3 separate regions of the Sus scrofa genome follow, and regions 2 and 3 are each linked to region 1. Evidence: chromatin contacts called from public Hi-C data. All regions are on one chromosome and are shown on one strand. Each heading gives the region's core, a stretch centred on a gene start, on an enhancer-like site or on the middle of the called end of the contact. The rest is flanking DNA. Distances are from core to core; before and after follow the strand shown.

What was found. A called contact is a pair of places that touch in the nucleus more often than the background predicts.
Region 2: a contact with region 1 is called in a Hi-C map of embryonic fibroblasts, with 1.9 times the contacts expected there. The contact joins the promoter of MTCH2 here to the promoter of AGBL2 in region 1. A contact is called at or near these places in 1 of 5 promoter capture datasets (liver), 10 of 47 Hi-C or Micro-C datasets (alveolar macrophages, brain, embryonic fibroblasts and 4 more) and 1 of 2 datasets of contacts at active chromatin or transcription factors (alveolar macrophages).
Region 3: a Hi-C map of liver shows a contact between it and region 1, with 2.6 times the contacts expected there. The contact joins the promoter of FNBP4 here to the promoter of AGBL2 in region 1. A contact is called at or near these places in 5 of 47 Hi-C or Micro-C datasets (embryonic fibroblasts, epiblast stem cells, heart right ventricle and 2 more) and 2 of 2 datasets of contacts at active chromatin or transcription factors (alveolar macrophages and skeletal muscle).

What each region holds. Positions count from the first base shown.
Region 1 is chr2:14,931,398-14,934,955 of Sscrofa11.1, forward strand. AGBL2 (cytosolic carboxypeptidase 2) reads left to right here and starts at 1,791. Exons shown (of 15, transcript XM_021083073.1): 1 at 1,791-2,287; 2 at 2,451-2,565; 3 at 3,115-3,178. The coding sequence starts at 2,530. It overlaps FNBP4 (formin-binding protein 4), which reads left to right. Exons shown (of 17, transcript XM_021083063.1): 17 at 1-790.
Region 2 is chr2:14,980,956-14,984,513 of Sscrofa11.1, forward strand. It overlaps MTCH2 (mitochondrial carrier homolog 2), which reads left to right and starts at 2,036. Exons shown (of 13, transcript XM_003353877.5): 1 at 2,036-2,291. The coding sequence starts at 2,205.
Region 3 is chr2:14,893,755-14,897,312 of Sscrofa11.1, forward strand. FNBP4 (formin-binding protein 4) reads left to right here and starts at 1,779. Exons shown (of 17, transcript XM_021083063.1): 1 at 1,779-2,744. The coding sequence starts at 2,513.

The sequences.
Region 1 (3,558 bases), core at 541-3,040:
TTTGCTGAAAGGTGAGGTGACTGAATGCTTTGACCTGGCTGCCTTTATTCTTACACTGGCAAATTCAGCACGTTAGAGCCATTAACCTCATCAGTCTGAACATATGGCTCATGAATATGACACCTCTGTAGAGGACCCACTAAGGAAGAATGATTTTCCTGCCCAGTAGAGGCAATGTATTTCCTAGTGTGGCGCTCTCTCTCATTAACTTCTTCAGAACAAGTGCAATTAAGAAGGCAGCTCTGTATTCTACCTTGCTTAACTGGGATTATAGGAATCTCTTTCTGACCTCTTCCTCTAGTCTGCCATGCCTGAAGTGCTGAGTATAGCAGGTTGTTCACCTGGTACTAACAGATGGCCACACTCTTCAGAGTATTCTTTCCCACAGATTCTAGAACTTATAGCTCAGTCATTTCACATACTAGGTGACATTTAAATTTCAATATAGGCAGCAGCGGCAGCAGGTGTTCATGTCCTTGATTATGAGAATTTCCCCCTTACATATGTGGCAGTAAACGTAATAAGAGCCACTCCATGTATTAATGTGTTTCCATTTTCTTGACTTGGTCCAAAGTTCACCTCCCTTTTATGTGTGAATGTATTCTCCATAAAATTCCAGTATTTAAAAAGCAGTTTACTCTTCTGTACTTTCTATTGTATCACAATCAGGTAAAAGTCACTTTAAACTGAAGAAAAAGCAAATTGTGTTTTAAAGCTGTTTGTATTTCTCCAGTTTCTGACCTTGTAAATTTGTACATATGCACTAATAAAGCTTTTTTTATACTTCTGATTGGTTATCCTTTTGCTCCTGTTTTGATTATTACTCCATGATTATGTTAACCAAGACTTAAGTCAATTTTTTTATAATCAACTACAGTATAAGACATGGGCAGACATGTCCTGTCATGAAAAAAGAATGTCAAGATCTTGTCAAGAATGTCTAGATCTTGTTCAGGAGTTAGGGACAGGATTAGAAAAACAGTCCTCTAGTACCAAAAGGTACTGTATGACTTCAATTTTGGATCTTGTACTCTGTAATATTAACTGATATTTGGCCTACTTAAATCCTGGAAATGATGTAATGTGGCTAATAGTTTGAAAAAAAAATAAAGGTGCTTTATATTTTTTCCTCTGATTTCAAAAGTAATACTTATGGTTATAGTCATACCAAGTTAACCAAAGACAATAGTTAGAATTTTATTCCAATATATTTATATGCATGCAGTTGTCGGATCAGTGTTGTGTATGCTAGTGTGTTGTTTTTTATTTACCATTATGCAAATATTAGGGTGACCATTTTGTATATAGATTGTTTTTCTTGCAATTTGCAGAGAGCAAATTTCTGAAAATAAAGGCTATCAACTAGCCATTAAAGCTTTTGCTTTGCCTAACAGTTTTCCAAACTTCCAAGAATTGCTGCAGAGTACATACTTGTCTCTATCCTACCAGAATGGAGCATATTAACTTGTTTTTCAAGTCTAGCCAGGGGATGGAGAGCCTAGGAAGGTGGAAGGAGAGAGGAAGCCGCTCTCTTTGAGCAATACTTAACAGTTTCCCTAAAGCTAGCTAAGTAATAGCAACTAAGTTTGGAGTATGTTGAGCACTACTGGCGTTGTGTTTGCCCATTAATATACCTTCGAATACCCCGAAGCGGGTCTGCAGTATATTGTGCGAAACGAGGAATGAGGCTGAAACTGGTACCCCCGCCAAGTGATCGACTTCATCCGGGTTCCACACCTATTCCTTGGGGCCTCGCTCCCCGGAAGCGCCCAGCTGCCCCGCCCTCTCGCTTCCGCCTCGCGGTTGCTAGGCTACCCAGGCCCTTGCAGAAAGTTGTGGCAAGCGAGCAAGGCGAGCGCTTCGTCTTCGCCGAGCGCTGCGGTGCCTCCAGGCTCGCTCCGGCTCCTTTGCTGCTGCTGTTGGCGCCGCGCCCATCCCTGCTAGCCCGACTGGCTAGGGTAGCCAGTCTCCCCTGTCCCCTCCTAGGAAATCTCTACGCCCGCTCCCGCGCCTCTTCAGGAAACTGTCTTTCGCCACCTTCTCCCAGATAAGGAAACATTGAAACCCTGAATTCGTTTTAAGAGCCCACTCTCCCGACCCCTGATCTTTCTTTTCCATGTCCACAGAGACGACTCCGCCGGATCCCTCCATCCCTTTTTCTTAATCTTTCCTGCGGCGTCCTGGTGGTAGGCAGCTCCTTCTTAGGGAGAAGAAAGCAATGGGGCCGGCAGGAGTCCTGGGGCTTCGGGAGAAGGAGGCTTGAAGACAAGCCGCCCTTCCTCATCAGGTGCGCATTCAGGCCTCACGGTGGGCACCACCGGCTGGGTCCTTGTTTGAGGAGCGGGTGGGTTAGCAGAAAAGAGAGCAAGGCGACAGGGGGCGTGGACGTATTTCGAGTTTTTTCGGTTGTCCTCCTGTGGTTTTTTTAGCTTCATCTGTCTAATAATCAGGTGCCTTTTGGAAATTGGGCAAGGGTGTGGCTGGACGCCGTGTCACTGACTGGTCTTCAGCATACCATGTAGAAGTAACATGTTCCCAGCATTGGAAAAAGAGCCAAAGCCGAAGGTTAGTAATACCCCTCTCCAGAAACACCACAGAAATCCAGTACTAGATTAGAAAATATATCCTGGTGGCACCTTTTTCTGGCTGGAGATCTTGATCCCAAAGATGGAATAATATGCGTAAAGGTGTTTCACTTGGTTTGTTTACAGAAATTCTAGGTATAGTGTCCTCTGTAACAATGCTTCTGTACTTTGGTTAAGAGCCAGTATTATTATTTTTTTTTATTTATTTTTTGTCTTTTTAGGGCCGAACCTACAGCATATGGAGGTTCCCAGGCTAGGGGTCTAATCAGAGCTGCAGTTGCCAGCCTACACCACAACCACAGCAATACCAGATCTCAACCACCTCTACACCACAGCTCATGGCAACGCGAGATCCTTAACCCACTGAGCAAGGCCAGGGATCAAACCTGCAACCTCACAGTTCCCAGTCAGATTCGTTTCCACTGCACCACGACAGGAACTCCAAGAGTCAGTATTACTCTTATGACAGACTATTATGCTTGTTATTATGAAAGCTCTTTCCTGATTGAGATGGTCTTTCATTTTACAGACTCTTCCTGATCCCTATGAAGATTTTATGTACCATCACCTCCAGTACTATGGTTACTTTAAAGGTAATAGCTCACTCTTATCTAGCATCACCTTTCCCGGGTTCATAAAGTGAATTGTTTAACTGGGAGAGTTATGCTTAAATCAACTAATGATGAGTTTTTCCATCACCATTAGTGAAAAGTACTTTTTTTTTTTGGCTTTTTAGGGCTGCACCTGTGATATATGGAGGTTCCCAGGCTAGGGGTCAAATCAGAGCTACAGCCCCTGGCCTACGGCCCAGCAACACAGGATCCTCATCTGCGACCTACACCACAGCTCGCAGCAACGCCAGATCCTTAACCCACTGAGCAAGGCCAGGGATCGAACCCACAACCTCATGGTTCTTAGTCGGTTTCATTAACCACTGAGCCACAGTGGGAACTCCAGTACCACCCTTTCTTAA
Region 2 (3,558 bases), core at 786-3,285, 50 kb after region 1:
ATAGAACCAAAACCCCCAACAAATGGAAGAACTACTTGATGAAGCATTCTTTATTCCAGGAGGAAGGAGGACCACCAGAACCAGTCCTGGGGCCACTAACCCCCAGCTTTGAAAAACTTTGCAAGCTTGCCTTGACCCTGATCCTTATCTGTGGCCCTATTTTTCACTCCCCAAACTATAAAACCACCTCCTAATCCCTTCCAGTCTTTAAGGCATTAGCCTGCTGTGACCCCCTTTGCCTGGCAAAGCAATAAAACTGTCTTTTTCTCCCTCACCGGCCCCCAAGAAAAACCTAACACTTATATTTTATTTTATTTTGGTCTTTTGTCATTTTAGGGCCGCAACTGCAGCATATGGAGGTTCCCAGGCTAGGGGTATAATCGGAGCTGTTGCCGCCGGCCTATGCCAGAGCCACAGCAACGGCAGATCCGAGCCACGTCTGGGACCTACACTGCAGCTCAGGGCAACACCGGATCCCTAACCCACTGAGCTAGGCGAGGGATGGAACCCCAAACCTCATGGTTCCTAATCGGATTTGTTTCTGCTGCACCACGAGGGGAACTCCACATTTGTATTTTAATACACTGTTGTTGTTTGCCTTTTCTTGGGCCGCTCCCTCGGCATATGGAGGTTCCCAGGCTAGGGGTCCAATTGGAGCTGTACCCACTAGCCTATGCCAGACCACTAGCCTATGCCAGAGCCACAGCAAGGGGGATCCAAGCAGTGTCTGTGACCAACACCACAGCTCACAGCCACGGCGGATCCTAACCCACTTAGCGAGGCCGGGGATCGAACCAGGAACCTCATGGTTCCTAGTCGGATTCATTAACCACTGCACCACGACAGGAACTCCTTTAATACACTGTTTAAAAAAATCTTATCCTATGCATGATTTCACTTAACAATAACATCAAGAGGAAGGTAGTAGTGTTATCCTTAGATTTAGACACAAAAACTGAAAACAAAAGATAAAACGACTTCCAAATCATTTGTATACAAAGGAGAACCAGAATCTAAAATGCAAGTTTTCTTTCCTGCTTCATTCTCTGTGCCAGGCTCTGCCTAAGTGCCTAAGTGCTGTTTGATATAGAATGTGTGTGCTGGAGCTGAAGGAGTAAGGACAATGCCTTTTCCTTTTTGCGTCTGTAACATGTAGCCTGGTAGGCACTGAAGTAATTGCTCACATAGGCAATAAATATTTATTGAGCATTTAGTATGTGCCAGGCGTTGAGTAAGAAACAAAGGCAGTTCCTGCTCCTGAATTCACGAGGTTTACATTCCGGTGGAGGAGACAAAAAGATAAATTTCAGACAATGATAAGTGTTAAAAGACAATGTGGTAGGAAATAAAGGGGAGGTAAATTTATTATTATTATTATTTTTTTTTTGTCTTTTTTTGCGCCGCTCCCGCAGCCTATGGAGGTTCCCAGGCTAGGGAGCTGTAGCCACCAGCCTACGCCAGAGCCACAGCAACGCAGAATCCAAGCCACGTCTGCAACCTACACCACAGCTCACGGCAAGGGCAACGCCGGATCGTTAACCCACCGAGCAAGGGCAGGGACCGAACCCGTAACCTCATAGTTCCTAGTCGGATTCGTTAACCACTGCGCCACTACGGGAACTCCCAAAGGGGAGGGGAATTTAAATATAGGTCAGAAAATGTGTTTCCGAGAAGTTTTAACATTAACTGAATGAATGAATGAATGAATGCACCAATAGCAACCCCCTGATGGAGTCATTATTCTATCTAGTTTTTCTTGGCCACTAGATTATGATTCTGATGCTGAGTAGTCCTTAGAGTTTACTTTGCTGATGCCAAAAAAGCAAGTGCAGAGGCGAAGAATATCGAAGATCCCTTTTCAATTATTTTTATTACTCTGACCTTGCCCATGCGGCCAGGGTCACTCCCCATTGCCACGCCCATTCTTCTTCGCCTGGGCCCTTCCAGCCCGCGCAAGCGCAAGAGAAACTGCCATTCCTAGTGGAGGGCATAAGCCCCGCCCCGACCCCTGCTCCCGCTCGCGAGCGCCTGCCGTTTCTTGGGGCGTGGCGGTGGGCGGGGACTGGGCGGAGAGGCGCGCGCCGCTGCGTGCGTGCGCGCGCGCGCCGCGGGCAGGCCAGTGAAGCCGGCGGCCCTGGCACGTGATCTGGGACCGGCTCGGTCGCTTGGTGGCTGCGTCTGTCTGTCCGTCCGCGGGTGCCATCATGGCGGACGCGGCCAGTCAGGTGCTCCTGGGCTCCGGTCTCACCATCCTGTCCCAGCCGCTCATGTACGTGAAGGTGCTCATCCAGGTATGAGTCCTCGCCATTCCCTTCCCCGATAGGCGCCTTATTCAGGCGCCGCTGCCCACGGTGCCTGAGGACCGGCTTCAACCATCCCAGGCCTTCAATCTCCCGAGATGCTGCTCCTTTGCTGCCCGCCTCTTCCTTCCCCGCAGGGACAACTTCCACCGCGCGCGGAGCTTCCACTGGCCCTGGGCCTTCCCGAGATCTCGCCTCGCGGTCAAGTGGGGAGGCCCTCTCCGTTCCCGGTAGCCAACTGCCGCCTTGCCCTGTCCTTCCCTGCCCTGCCCAGTGGCTTCTCTGAACTTTGTTTTTTCTAACCTGAGGTTGATCCAGGCCGGGCATCGCCAAGGACTTCCCAACCCTCCCCTCTCCGCATCTCTGAAATTAGAATTCATCTCTCCTCCTGGGCCCCAAATGCAAGACTTAAAATCTCTTGAAGACAAATCTGAAATTAGAGGGGAGCCAACGTTTTGTTAGCTTTTCTTTTCTTTTTTTTGCTGCTGTAGCTGCTGCTATTCTCTTCTGAGATTTTAGCACCAGATACCTAGAGAAACAAGGAGCTCATTCAGAAGTGATAATGAAGTGGTTGCTGAGTCAAATTTCTGAAGGATCCAACAGCAGCCCATATGGCTCATGACAGTGAAATTCACATCTGTCAGAGCTGGAAATCAGTTCAGCTAAAAGAGTTTTAGCAAGTTTAAGTATGTATGTTAGTTTCTAATCTACTGTGCAATAGTTCTTAAATGGTATTTTATATTCTCAGTCAAGTATGCCAGGTTTCAGCAGATATCAACTGTTAGATAGTATTTTCAATTGCCTTTCAAAGTTTCCCTGTGATAGGCAGGTCATTCATTTTTTTCACTTTTTGTAGAGAGTTGATGGAATTACATCATGCATAGTACCAAGGATGGGAGCAGTTTTTAGAACCCCTGTCCTCTACTTTTCTGTTAAAAAGAAGCAACACACTAGGGAGGACTCCATTTATTAAATATTGATGATTTGATTTGTGTAGATTCAGAATCTATGTGTAAAAGTCTATTCTTAAGTTATTTAAATTAACAACAAAATCTTTGAAATGTATCATGACGTCTAGAGTTGGCATATTTGTAGCTAGATAATATCTGAAGATGATGGCTTTTCTTTTCTTTTCTTTTTTTTTTTCTTTTTTTGCCTCCTCGAGGCATATGGAGTTCCTGGGCAAGGGATCAGATCTGAGCCTCGGTTGCAACCTCTACCGCAGCTGTGAAAATCTTTAACCCACTGTGCCAGGCCC
Region 3 (3,558 bases), core at 529-3,028, 38 kb before region 1:
TCTTGGCCAGGGCCTTCGACAGCTTCTGAATGGGGCAGTCTCTCTAGGAAGACTCACCTTGGGGTGGTGAATGTTAGAGTTAGACCTTTGCGCCAGTCCAACCTCTGGGAGGATCTGGCAAGGGCCTTGAGACTGAGCCCAATCATAGTCACAGTGGCCAGTGAGTCCATCAACCACACCTATGTAATGAAGTCCAGTAAAAAAAGACCAGGGCTGAAGAGAGCTTTTGGCTGGAGAACACACATGGATGTGTTGGGAGGACCCATGCCAACTCCACAGGCAGTGTGAGCTCAGTGCTCCCTCCTAGACCTCACCTTGTATCCTTTATGATAAAGCTGGAATCCTAAGAATAGTGCTTTCCTGGGTTCTGTGAATGGTTCTAGAGAATTATAAAATTTGAGGAGGTGGGAACCCCCTTTTTTTTTTGGCTTCACCCATGATATGTGGAAGTTCCTGGGCTAGAGGTCAAGTCCAAGCTACAGCAGTGGCCCAAGCCACTAACTACAGTGTCGACATCAGAGCCTTAACCCACAATAACAAAAGGGAACTCCAGGGACCCCTGATTTCATAGCCAGAAGTGTGAATGGGGTGGGGTCCTCACTTGGGAGCTGGCTAATGAAGTAAAGACAGTTCTGTGGGAGACTGAGCCCTTGAACTTAAAGTGTCTGATGTCAGCTCCTGGGGGTTATGGTCAGAATTGAATTGATCAAAGTATACTCAGTTGGGCATGAGACGATAAATGATTGTGACCTAAAACAAATGAACTGCCAGTTATTTCTCCAGCAGAGGTGGGTTTATTCGGAATCATCAAAGAATTGCAATTCAAGGTTGGCTACCAAGGCAAACCAGGTACAAGTACCCACATGGCAAAGAAAGGAACTGCTTTTACAGAAAGGAAGAGGAAGTTGGAAGAGCTGTAGTAAACAGCACGTGGCTTTTCATTGGCTGAGTCCTTCCCAGGAAAGAAGAGGAATCTCTTCCTATTGGGCTCTGCTATCTTCACAGGGCGGGAGAGCTGCCTGGCCCGCTCTGGTTTCCCAACTTTTTTGGGGGTGGGGGGTCACGCCCACACATGCATAAGTTCTAAGGCCAAGGATTGAACCTGTACCATAGCAGTGACAACACTGGATCTTTCACCTGCTGAGCCACCAGAGAACTTTCCAATTCTATTAAAGTAAGATTTCTTGCATTCCCATCCTGGCTCAGTGGGTAACCAACCAACTATATCTATGAGGACATGGGTTCAATCCCTGGCCTCGACTAGTGGGTTAAGGATCTGGCATTGTTGTGAGCTGTGATGTAGGTCACCAACACAGCTCGGATCCCACATTGCTGTGTCTGTGGTGTAGGCTGGCACCTTGGCTTAAGCATTAAAAATAATGTAAAGAGTGGGGGGGAAAATGTAATGCATACATATAAGGATCACCTGACCCCCTTGCTGTACAGTGGGAAAATAAAAAAATTAAATTAAAAATAAAAAAAATTAAAAAAAAATAATGTAAAGAGCTTCCCACCCCTTGGCATATAGACGTTCCTAGGCCACCAGGGATCCTTAACCTACTGGGCCACAGGAAACTCCCATCACTGGATTTCTTAAGCTCTAGAATGGAGGAGACAGCTATCAATGGAAAATCAAGTGCTGGGGAGGGGCTCAGCATTGACATAAAAGGTTGAGATGTAAAGCTTGCATGGGTCTTGAAAAAAACATTTTTCCCACGTGGTGCAATGGTTACTCCAGCTTGTGTAAAGGATGGAAGTGAGACAACTGCTCCCAGCAGCTGGCTGCAGAAGGGGACAGGGGAGAGGACAGTGCTAATAGAAGATAAATAAAGCAGGTTGGGAAGGCCAGATTAGGATGGCTCCCTTATCCCATCCCCACAATTTAGGTTCTTTCCTCCAATGCTAGTAAATCTAGTCATTTTTTTCCAGCCAATAAACAACGAGGTCATCTTTATGCTCTAGGAAAAAATTTACTAAACCATTAAAAGACTCACTATTCTACTTAACATTCAGTGTTATACCGAAAGTAAGCCACGATAAGTTGGGTGAAACTTGGCTAAAGACCTGGAAAACAGCAAGTTCCCTACATAACAAACGACAAACTGATACACAAGAACGGACACAAAATGGAGGACAAGGCGGTAGAGAAAAGACTGCAAAAAACGCATGGGTGGAGCCTGACGTAATTGGAAGCGATTCTAAACTGAGACCCTTCCTCACTATTGGCTTGACGCTCATTCTTTTTCCTTTTCCATTGGCTACCAGCTCCTTCTGTGCGTTAAAACAGCCAATAGCCTAGCCCTGTGGGTAAAGCCCGCCCTCCATCCATGGGGGGAGGAGCCTGAAAAGCGTAGGAGGCCCCAGGCGCTTGCGCGGGCAGGCCCTCCACCGGTTAAAAGCGGATCCTTGCAGGAGGCGGTGTCGCAGTGTATGAATATTGATTACGCAGCGCCGCGCCGAACGCCCGCCCCTCTCGGCTTCCCGACGCTCGCGGCTCGCGCTAGGGCTCGCGATGGGGAAGAAGTCCCGGGCGGTACCCGGCCGTAGGCCCATCCTGCAGCTCTCTCCGCCGGGTCCCCGGAGCAGCACGCCTGGCCGGGACCCGGAGCCGGAACCCGACACCGAGCCGGACACGACGGCTGCGGCGACCAGCCAGCCAGCCCCGGCGGCGGTGGCGGCGGCAACGCCGCAGACGACGACCGTGGTGACTACCGCCGCGGCCCCGGACGACTCGCCTTCGGAAGGTAAGCGTGCACGAGGGCCCTTAGGTGGAACGTCGGAAACTCGAGCTCGGAGCTTGGGGCCTAGGCCTCTCGAGCAGGTCCCTGAGGAGGAAGAGAAACCCGGGCTGGTGGCGTTTGTATCTGAGGCCTGCCGCACGGGGCCTGTGGGGAGGACGGCTGTGGGCCCCTAGGCGGCGGAAGGGTCGGCAGAGCAGTGTGCGCCCGGCCGGAGCCGACCCAGAGGCGCCATTTCTGGTGCAGGGCTTGGCCCGGCCACCCAGTCTGCTCAACGTCTGCTCTCGGTTTTGCATAACTTACCGGGTAAATATGAGAGTATGCGTTTCCGCGTCCCAGGCTTGGTGACGGTGGAACCTGCCCTTTCCCTACATGTCATGTTACTTTTCCTTTCCTTTTTGTTGGAAGTGGGAGAGACCTTTTAGAAGTGAGCGAACCATCCTTATGCCAGCCAAAGCATAAGTAATCGCCAGCTGTCGGGTTTCCTCCATATTTTTGGAGAAGTGGAGCTTGTGAGTTCCCAACTACTTGTGTTTATCTGCGTTAAGAGTAACCGGACAATACTACTATCGGGGCCGGACAATACTACTATCGGCCCCTTCCACTTCGGCTGTTAAAAAAAAAATAAAATCATATTGGGGAACTCATGCGAAAAAAAAAGCTCTAGTTATGCCTATTGTGAAAGCCCTATGGTAGCCGCGAGAAGAGTGTGTGTCTGTGTGTTTGGACGTTGGATTATTTCAGATGTAATTTTTATGTACAGTGTTCAGATTCTTAATGTTTAAGTCACTCGGCAAATGGAAGATTCTAGCTATCCTTG